3 separate regions of the Ovis aries genome follow, and all the other regions are linked to region 2. The links are chromatin contacts, called in public Hi-C maps. All regions are on one chromosome and are shown on one strand. The core of a region is the stretch at or near the end of the contact, and the rest is flanking DNA. Distances in the headings are between cores, read along the strand shown. Region 1 has its middle 480 kb from the start of MYC. Region 2 holds the start of MYC (MYC proto-oncogene, bHLH transcription factor). Region 3 has its middle 380 kb from the start of MYC.

The links. Hi-C and Micro-C count contacts between places; a contact is called where the count stands out from the background.
Region 1: a Hi-C map of blood shows a contact between it and region 2, with 3 times the contacts expected there. The contact joins the enhancer-like site here to the promoter of MYC in region 2. A contact is called at or near these places in 3 of 16 Hi-C or Micro-C datasets (blood, skin fibroblasts and tail adipose tissue).
Region 3: a contact with region 2 is called in a Hi-C map of tail adipose tissue, with 5 times the contacts expected there. The contact joins the enhancer-like site here to the promoter of MYC in region 2. A contact is called at or near these places in 4 of 16 Hi-C or Micro-C datasets (muscle, omental adipose tissue, skin fibroblasts and 1 more).

What each region holds. Positions count from the first base shown.
Region 1 is chr9:26,215,964-26,218,752 of ARS-UI_Ramb_v3.0, reverse strand. No RefSeq gene overlaps it. Among named protein-coding and RNA genes, the nearest start is that of MYC, 480 kb to the right of the region's middle. Within about 2 kb of position 1,257, at least 3 of the 54 cell types and tissues checked have an H3K27ac peak or open chromatin away from gene starts, as enhancers often do.
Region 2 is chr9:25,737,129-25,739,865 of ARS-UI_Ramb_v3.0, reverse strand. It overlaps MYC (MYC proto-oncogene, bHLH transcription factor), which reads left to right and starts at 1,330. Exons shown (of 3, transcript NM_001009426.1): 1 at 1,330-1,528. It overlaps LOC132657163 (a long non-coding RNA gene), which reads right to left and starts at 1,015. Exons shown (of 2, transcript XR_009594937.1): 1 at 1-1,015.
Region 3 is chr9:25,359,094-25,361,971 of ARS-UI_Ramb_v3.0, reverse strand. No RefSeq gene overlaps it. Among named protein-coding and RNA genes, the nearest start is that of MYC, 380 kb to the left of the region's middle. Within about 2 kb of position 1,386, at least 22 of the 54 cell types and tissues checked have an H3K27ac peak or open chromatin away from gene starts, as enhancers often do. A contact at or near this core is called in tail adipose tissue, where this site is marked.

The DNA of each region.
Region 1 (2,789 bases), core at 8-2,507, 480 kb before region 2:
ATGCCAACTTGTTGATTTTGAATTAAGAAACAGAATAGCCAGCAGACTTCCAAGGGTCTCCTTTGATTCATCAACAGCTTCTTCCTGAGCCTCAGATGGCTAGAGCCAAAGCTTTAACAGGTTTAGAGACAGACTTGGCTCAGTAATTCATCTGTGCTCCCCTGGATCACTCTCCCTCCTTACCAAATAACTGAGTTAAGGGAACTCTAGTTCAAATGCAAAGAAGGCAATGGATGCCAGCTGATTAGGACAGGAATCAAAGACAGATTTTTTTCAGTGGGAAACTTTGGTGGGCTTCCCAGGTGGCACTACTGGTAAAGAACCCACCTGCCAATGCAGGAGACATAAGAGCTGCAGGTTCAATTCCTGGGTCAGGAAAATCCGCTGGAGAAGGGAATGGCACCCCACTCCAGTATTCCTGCCTGGAGATTCCCATGGACAGAGGAGCCAGGTGGGCCATGGTTCATAGGGTCACAGTTAGACATGACTGAAGCGACTTAGCACCCACACAGGCATAGATGGACTGGCATGTGCTCTAATAAAATGATGGAAGGTAAGGCTCCAGAACAGCAAGCGTTTATCTCATTTTCTAAGCAAATATTTGTGTGGATTCTCTCAACTGTGCCCTCCATGAGGGTGGAGACAGGATCTGGGTCCTCAGTATTGACAACCAAGCCAGGCCCAAGGGTACCACTCGGCAAGTGCTTGTTGACTGAACACAAGCTTGTGAAAGCAAATTGAGAGTAAAGTGGTTTAGAAGAAAGATTACCACTTCCTAGCTGTGAGAACATCATCAAGTTACATAACCACGTTCCACTCAGTTTTCACATCAGCAAGCTGAACTTATGCCTAACTGGGGCCAATAAATGCCCTTGAAAGCAATAGGAGATTAGTGAGTTAATTTTTAGTGAAAAACAGGAATGCATTTCATCCTCAGATACTTTTTTAGTGTGTGAAAAATCACAGTGAAACAGAATTATTAACTGCTATATTGATTAATTAATATCAGCGCATTTAAAAATACTGCTGTAATGAATCAGATGCCACGTTCTGTCTACATAAGTAAGGGCAGAGGTAGATGATAAAAAAAAAAAAAAAGACAGAAACCTCAGGTCAACCACGGAAAGGGCGTTTGTCACTCTCAGCTGTCTTTTATATCTTCTTCTTCTTTAAGCAGGTAGAAAGAATTTCCCAGGACTAATAGACAGTCTTGTCAAAAATACCCATGACTTGTCACTTAAGCCCTTGATATTTTTAGTGCTGGAAAGTCTGTCAAAAGTGACCAAAAAGGCTCGCATTTTATGGAGCATAAGAAACAAAACCACGGGGGTTGACTAAAAGGAAACACAGTCATTAGTAGTAAGTTTGAGGTTGCCTGCTCTTTAAGAAAAATGAAACAAAGCAGTCTCTTCTGTTTTCCCAGCGGTGTCAGTCTTAAGGGGCCCCTGCTAACTGTTCTCTCTGAGAACAGGAGTGTGCCTACCCGGTTTCTGGTTTCCTGCCGTCGCGTTTAGCATACGGACTTTACATATTTGGGTTATCACCCCAGTCACCTCTTCGATGAAATTCACCTTCATAAGTTAAAAATACTCTGATGCCAGACGCTCATGGCTCCGTGGGTTACTGATGACCGACCAACGTGCTGTTTCCACCAGGGCAGATGACGCCTCTTGTGAATCCTGAAACATGAGGTAGTTTTTCCTCTCTCCCGTGCTCTCATTTCAATTTCCCCTAACCCAAGATGAGCACAGAAGAACTTCCTCAAAAGCCCTGTAACAGAAAGAGGTTTCAACTAGCATGAGAATTATACCAAAGAGAAATCATTCACACTACAGGTTTAAAATATCGCTGAACAATAAGCTACCATAATTTCAGCATTACTGGGGTCTGATGTGTATTATTAATAGTTTAGGTTACACTTTGATAGCAAGAAGCTACAAGTTTGTCATGGTTCAACAAAAATTGTTATTCTATCTTTTTGTAACAGTCCAGGGACGTGATAGATAATGTGTGTGTTGGGGTGGAGGGTTCTACTCCACCCCTCATTCAGGAATCCAAGTTGATAGAGATTCTGCCATCTTGAATACATGTAGCTTCCAAAGTCATTCTTGAGGTTGCCATACAACCAGCCAGAAGAGGAAAAGGAGCAAAGAAAAATGAATGGGGGTTGCCCAAATCCCATCCATTCACATTCTGTTGGCCAAAACTCGGTCTCATACCCACAGCTAACTGTAAGAGAAGCTGGGTGATGGCATGTCTGTACAGGAAGAAACAAGAGGAGGATGGACTTCGGAAAACAGTGTCTGACATGCGATGTTGACACACACACAGAATCAAAGCTTTCAGTATGAAAATATTTTCTTCAATATTATTTCCCATTACTTCTCAAAGTGACCCTTGTCTCACCCACAGATCAGCTTTCACTCTAGCTAACTGTCCTCTACAATAGGGTAATTCAGTATTCCCATCTCCAGTTTTTCTATCTCTCCAATATATCTGGACCTGAATATTCATTGGATGGACTGATGCTGAAGCTGAAACTCCAATACTTTGGCCACCTGATGTGAAGAATCTTCTTATCAGAAAAGACCCTGATGCTGTGAAAGACTGAAGGCAGGAGGAGAAGGGGATGACAGGGGATGAGATGGCAACCCACTCCAGTACTCTTGCCTGGGAAATCCCATGGACTGAGGAGCCTGGCAGGTTACAATCCATGGGGTGGCAAAGAGTTGGATACAACTGAGTAACTGAGCACACATTCACATGTAAAGCACTCAAAATAACAAACA
Region 2 (2,737 bases), core at 81-2,580:
CTCCGAGAGAGAGGCGCGGGGGTGGGATGGGGGTTTAGAGGGACGGGGGTGGTCCCCCGCGGCGCGCACCCGCAGGCGCGCTCCTCCCTTATTCCAGCTCTGGAACCCGCAGAAAGATCTCAGGGATTAGCGCGTACTGGGTGGGGGGAGGGGCAGGAGGAACGCTGGCCCCCACGGAGATCCGTGTAGGTCTGCGCGGGCAGAGCCAGGAGTGGGGGTCCTCTGCGACTTTGGCAGCAATCGGGGGATTCATTGTGGGTGGAAGGTGCGCAGTCGAGAAAGCTGCGCACACCCAGAATGCATAACACCCCCAACAAATGCAATGGGTGTTTATTCATACCGCGCTCTCCAAGTATACGTGGCAGCGCGTTGCTGAATTATTTTAGTAATTCCAGGCACCATTTTTCTTCCCCATACCTTTGATCATGTATCCCATCGACACTTAACCCCCCAGCACACACACACTCAGAGCGCACGCCCATCAATACCCCTTCTTTCCTCCTCTCTTCGTAGGAGTTATTTTCCAAAGGCTGCCCCTTCCCGGCCTGTCCACCCGGGACGTGCATGGCGCAGCCGTGGGTACACGGTGTATTCTCAGCATCTAGGGATGAGCGGTTCTGCCCCCAGATGATTTAAGAACACAGGACAAGTATGCGGTTTGTCCAACACAGCGCTGCTCCACAGGAACCAAGCAGCAGAGAGACGGTTTGAGCGGGAGCAAAAGAAAATGGTAGGCGCGCGCAGTTAATTCATGCGGCGCTCTGACCGTGTTTACATCCGAGAGCTCGGCGCACTGGAGTGCCAGGCTCAAAGAGCTGAATCTCCTCCCCTCCCGCCCTCCCTCCCCACCAGCGCCCCTCCCGGGTTCCCAAAGCAGAGGGCGGGGGAGACAAAGATCCTCTCTGGTGAGTCCCCGCCCACCAGCCCTTTATAGGCGAGGGTCTCCGCTGCGGAGGACCCCCGGGCTGCGCATCTCGCGGCTACCGCTGCGGCTGGCTCGCCGCGGCCGCCGCCTGGCTCCACCACTGCCTGGAAGGGCAGGGCTACTCTGAGGCTTGGCGGGAAAAAGAACAGAGGAGGGGCCTTACCTTCTCGTATAAAAGCCAGTTTTTTCTGGGCTTTATCTGACTCGCTGTAGTAATTCCAGCGAGAGGCAGAGGGAGCGAGCGGGCGGGCCCTCCAGGGTGGAAGAGCCGAGCCAGCCTAGCGAGCGGAGTCGCGCTCCGGGCGCCCGGGGAAGGGAGATCCGGAGTCAAAGGGGGGCTTCTGCGCCTCCAGCCAGGCCGGCCCCCACCCCACCCTCCCCGCGGACCCCTGCTAGCGGTCCGCCACCCGCGCCGCATCCGCGAAACTTTGCCCACTGGAACTTACAACACCCGAGCGACACCAAGACTCCCCGGACGCAGAGAAGCTCTTCTGCCTTTTTGGGGAGACACTTTCCCTCGCCGCAGCCCACGACCCGCGCCTCTGAAAGGCGCTCCTCGCCGCTTTTTGGACGCTAGATTTCCTTCGGATAGTGGAAATACGGGTGAGCACCCGGACCTATTGGCCTTTTTCATTTATTTTTGCTACCGCCTTAACGCCGCGATGAGCAGAACGCCCGAATCGAGTGTCTTTTCTCCCATTCCTGCGCTATTGACACTTTTCTCAGAGTAGTTGTGGCTGGTCGGGGTGGGGTGGAGAGGAACCAGAACTGGGTCGGGGTACAGTGACTTGTCAAGATGGGAAGAGAGAGGAAGGCAGAGGGAAACCGGGGGTGCGTTTTCTGAAAGTAGCCTTTAGAGGTTTTTGCTCGCCTTAGATGGACGCTGACCCCGGCCGGGTGGACATTCATGCTTTATTGCATTAATTGCTTTTTTGCCTTTTGTCGGGGAGAAGAAGGGTATGCTTCGCGGTTGACAGAAAACCCTTTACATCCTGAACTCCTTGGAGTAAGAATTACACATTGCATGTTTGAGCGAAGAGAGCTCCGCAGCCGCTGACTTTTTCCTGTCTGGAAAAGGGCATTTAAATTTCGGCTTACTGCATTTCTGACAGCCAGAGACAGACACTGCGGCGCGTCCCGCCCGCCGACCCCCTCGGCGTCTCCAACGCTCCCGGCTCCTTTTAGAAGTTGGCCTTTGACTTTTTTTTTAAAGGATAGTAAAATTAAAGATTTTGGTCTACAGAGAGGTTAGGATTCGGTGTTGGGAAGGCGCGGGGACGGGGAAAAGGAAGCTGGGGCAAAGATGTGTCCGAGTCTCCTGGAATTATTGACTCGGCGGTGGGGGGGGATGAGGGCAAAATCTCTGCACCTAGCCTTGGCTCCCCGGCCGCCTCCGGGGTCCCCGCGCGGGTGTCCCTACGCCCCCTGAGATGCGGAGGACGGCCAGGAGCGAGGCACCGGGCTTTTCGAGAACAGCTGCTACCCTCGGCTGGTGAGGGAGAAGACGCCCGGCTACGGGCGCGGAATCGTAGCAGGGTCTCTGGCGCAGTTACGTCGCCGTATTGAGTGTTGAAGGGAGACGTCTCTGTTATTATTTAACACTCTCCTTTTATTTATGAGGGTCGGGGGTGGGGGGGGGGGGGGTGGAGAAGGGCTAAAGGCTCGAAGCTGAGCTCGCCACCCCAGCCGGAGAGAGAAGGAAAGCCCGCAAAGGAAAGAAGGGGGTTGCGCTGGGGGTAGGGATGCGGGAGGCGGAGAAGGGAGGCTGGGAGGGGCGGCGGCGCCGGCAGGGGAAACAGCGAGACGAGGGCG
Region 3 (2,878 bases), core at 137-2,636, 380 kb after region 2:
TAAAATGCCCACGTCACACAGTCAGTCCATAACCAAAACAACAGTGGGATCTGTCCTGAGGTCAGCATTATTGCAATCCAACTTCCTAACCCCTCCTACCTCCACCGCCTCCTCCCCACTCCAGAGGTTAAAGGACAACTAGCTCAATTCTTGACATCCTGCCTTTGGTCTCTCTTAGCCTGGTTGCCTCAGAGAAGGCAACGGCAACCCACTCCAGTGTTCTTGCCTGGAGAATCCCAAGGATGGGGGAGCCTGGTGGGCTGCCATCTATGGAGTCGTACAGAGTCGGACACGACTGATGTGACTTAGCAGCAGCAGTAGCAGCAGCTTGGTTGCCTGGTGTCTTCCCACCTGTCAGTCTTCCAAGAAGAGATGCTTCGCTTCCTTTTAAAAATCTTCTTTGAACAGCCCTTTCACTTGCTACTCCAAGTGTCTCTTTGGTTGACAAAGCCACAAACCCAGATGGGTAATTAGGGATTGAGGGCATCAGTGGTTTGGGATTTCTTTCAGCTAATTGCTGTCCTATGTGAAAGATTGCATCAGCTGTGACAGCTGGCCTGAATAATCATCCCTCTTTAGCAGTAAGTTTTCACCTTCTGTGTAGTGGGGGACTTCCAAGGCTATTTTGACTGGTGATAAATCTGAAAAGGTATTATAGATACCTCACTGGGTTGTTGTGAAAATTAAATAGGAGACAGCCATCGAGTTTTTGCCATCTGCCTCTTTACAGTAAGCATTTGATTTCAGTTAGGTATTTTAATCTTCTCAAATCTGTGTATCCTGGACCCTCACACCCTGCACTCAACTCCACTACTCTCTGTTGCTGATGGCACGAGGCCTGAGATGGCTTCCTTTTTTCTGTACTGGTTTTAGAGGTAGAAAGGAGGATGCTGGGATGTGGATATAGTGATTCAGAAGGCTCTGCCAAGCTTTAGTTCTTTGCTGGCTGGGGCAGTGAGCTCTGGAACACGCTGCAAGGTCTAAATGGGCTTTTATTTTGAGTACAACGAGTTATGTTCTCATTTATACCAGTGTAACAAGAATTGCTACCTTGACTATTTAAACTGAGGTGGGAGGGGTGCATGGGCTGGGAGCAGAATGAAGAATTAGATGTTCTTATATATTGCTCTTAGAGTTATTTGGAAATAAGTAATTGTAGCAGGATTTCTTTCTTTCTTTTTTTTTTTTTTTCTGGGCTCATAAGGCCAAGTACAAACCCGGAGAAGGAGGAAGTTAGTTCATATTCTTGCTTTCTTCTAAGGGCAAACAGATCCACTGACCTGTTCCCAAGGGCTCATTTTCCATCTCTCTTGGGCTCATCAGAGTGGATGGTGAGTCTACAAAGGCCGACAGGGAGGAATGCTGCTGAGAGCTTACCTTGTAGGTCCCTGCCTTTTTCTATGGAACATGTCCTGGTTCCCTGACCAGTGTGTTTGTAGTGGAGGCGGCCTGCTGGGCCATACAGGGGAGCTGCGGGGGGTGTCCAAGTTCACATGTCCCGCATTCCAGGCAAATGTTTTTGACATTGAGCAATAGCATAGCTCTGCCAGGTTTGGGTCTGTCGGATTGGAATGTAACCTAGAAGGAAAGTCCCGGAGTGATTCAAATGTTCACCTCCCCGCAACCTTTTTTTTTTTTTTAAATTCCTTTTAATTCTCCGATGACAAACTCAACCCAGCACTCTCACCGGCCCGCAGCACTTGTTGGTGCTGATAAGTCCGGCTTCCCAAGAGATAGGAATGCAAATCCGAATATTTTGTTGAGTCATGTGTACTCTGCGGCTCTTTCCCAAACATTGCATCAGACCTGTCACTGGCAGCTCCCAGGACTCTGCTGGATGACATTGGAGGTCCAGGAAAAGCTCTGCTCATTTCTCAAAAAAATAAAAGGCCTCTCACTCTCTCCATCTAACGGGTTGTAACATCCTGTTCTTAAGAAAGCCGAACCCCTGGAGGGAGCAGAGGCGCAACCGGTTTTGTAGATAAGTTTGAAAAATATGGCTCTTGGCTTTTCCCACCCACTCCCGTCTCTTAGCAACAGGACAGCTGATGGTATCCACCCAGGGGGAGAAAAAAAACAAAACACAGAACATGTGGGGGAGCCTGTCTGCATTCTTGACTGCAGTCTGATTTATTTAAACCTTCCTGCATTCTTGGGTGTGGAGACCCAGGAGTCACGTCAAGAAAGCATTCCCCTGCCCTTCTTGTGACCCTGCAAATGAGCGGATAGAAGACAATCTCAGAAGGAGATGGACGTTCTTCCATGGCAAGAATCGGCTTTATCTGGGAGCAGGCACTTCCTTTGATTTGGGGGAGTCACCGTTTGAAAACTTGAGCACATTCATAGAGGGAGGTGGACTGGGGTGTGGCTTTGGAGAGAGCCCTGGACTGGTGGGATGGGAGTCCAGTGCCCCCAGCTCTTCCTACCTTGGGACCCCTGGCAGGAAAGCTCTGATGCTCTCCCTGTTGGCTTTCACAGCTGCAGAGTAAGGGCATTGAATGGACATTCTCTCAGGAAACTTCTAGCACTGGACCTATCATTTGAGAGAACACATGTGTGAGTGTTCATGCACATAAACTTTCTGTTGTATCATGCACCCATCTGACTGTCTCTTTCTCTTGAGCTTTAGTGTTATTAAGTGTTAAGTGAAAGAGCAAGAATGTGAGGCCAGGTCAAGCCAAGCCTGAAACCCATATTTTTAATCACAGTCCTAATCACAGCCCTATATTTAGGTTCGGAGAAGGCAATGGCACCCCACTCCAGTACTCTTGCCTGGAAAATCCCATGGATGGAGGAGCCTGGTAGGCTGCAGTCCATGGGGTCGCTAAAGTCAGACATGACTGAGCGACTTCACTTTCATGCATTGGAGAAGACAATG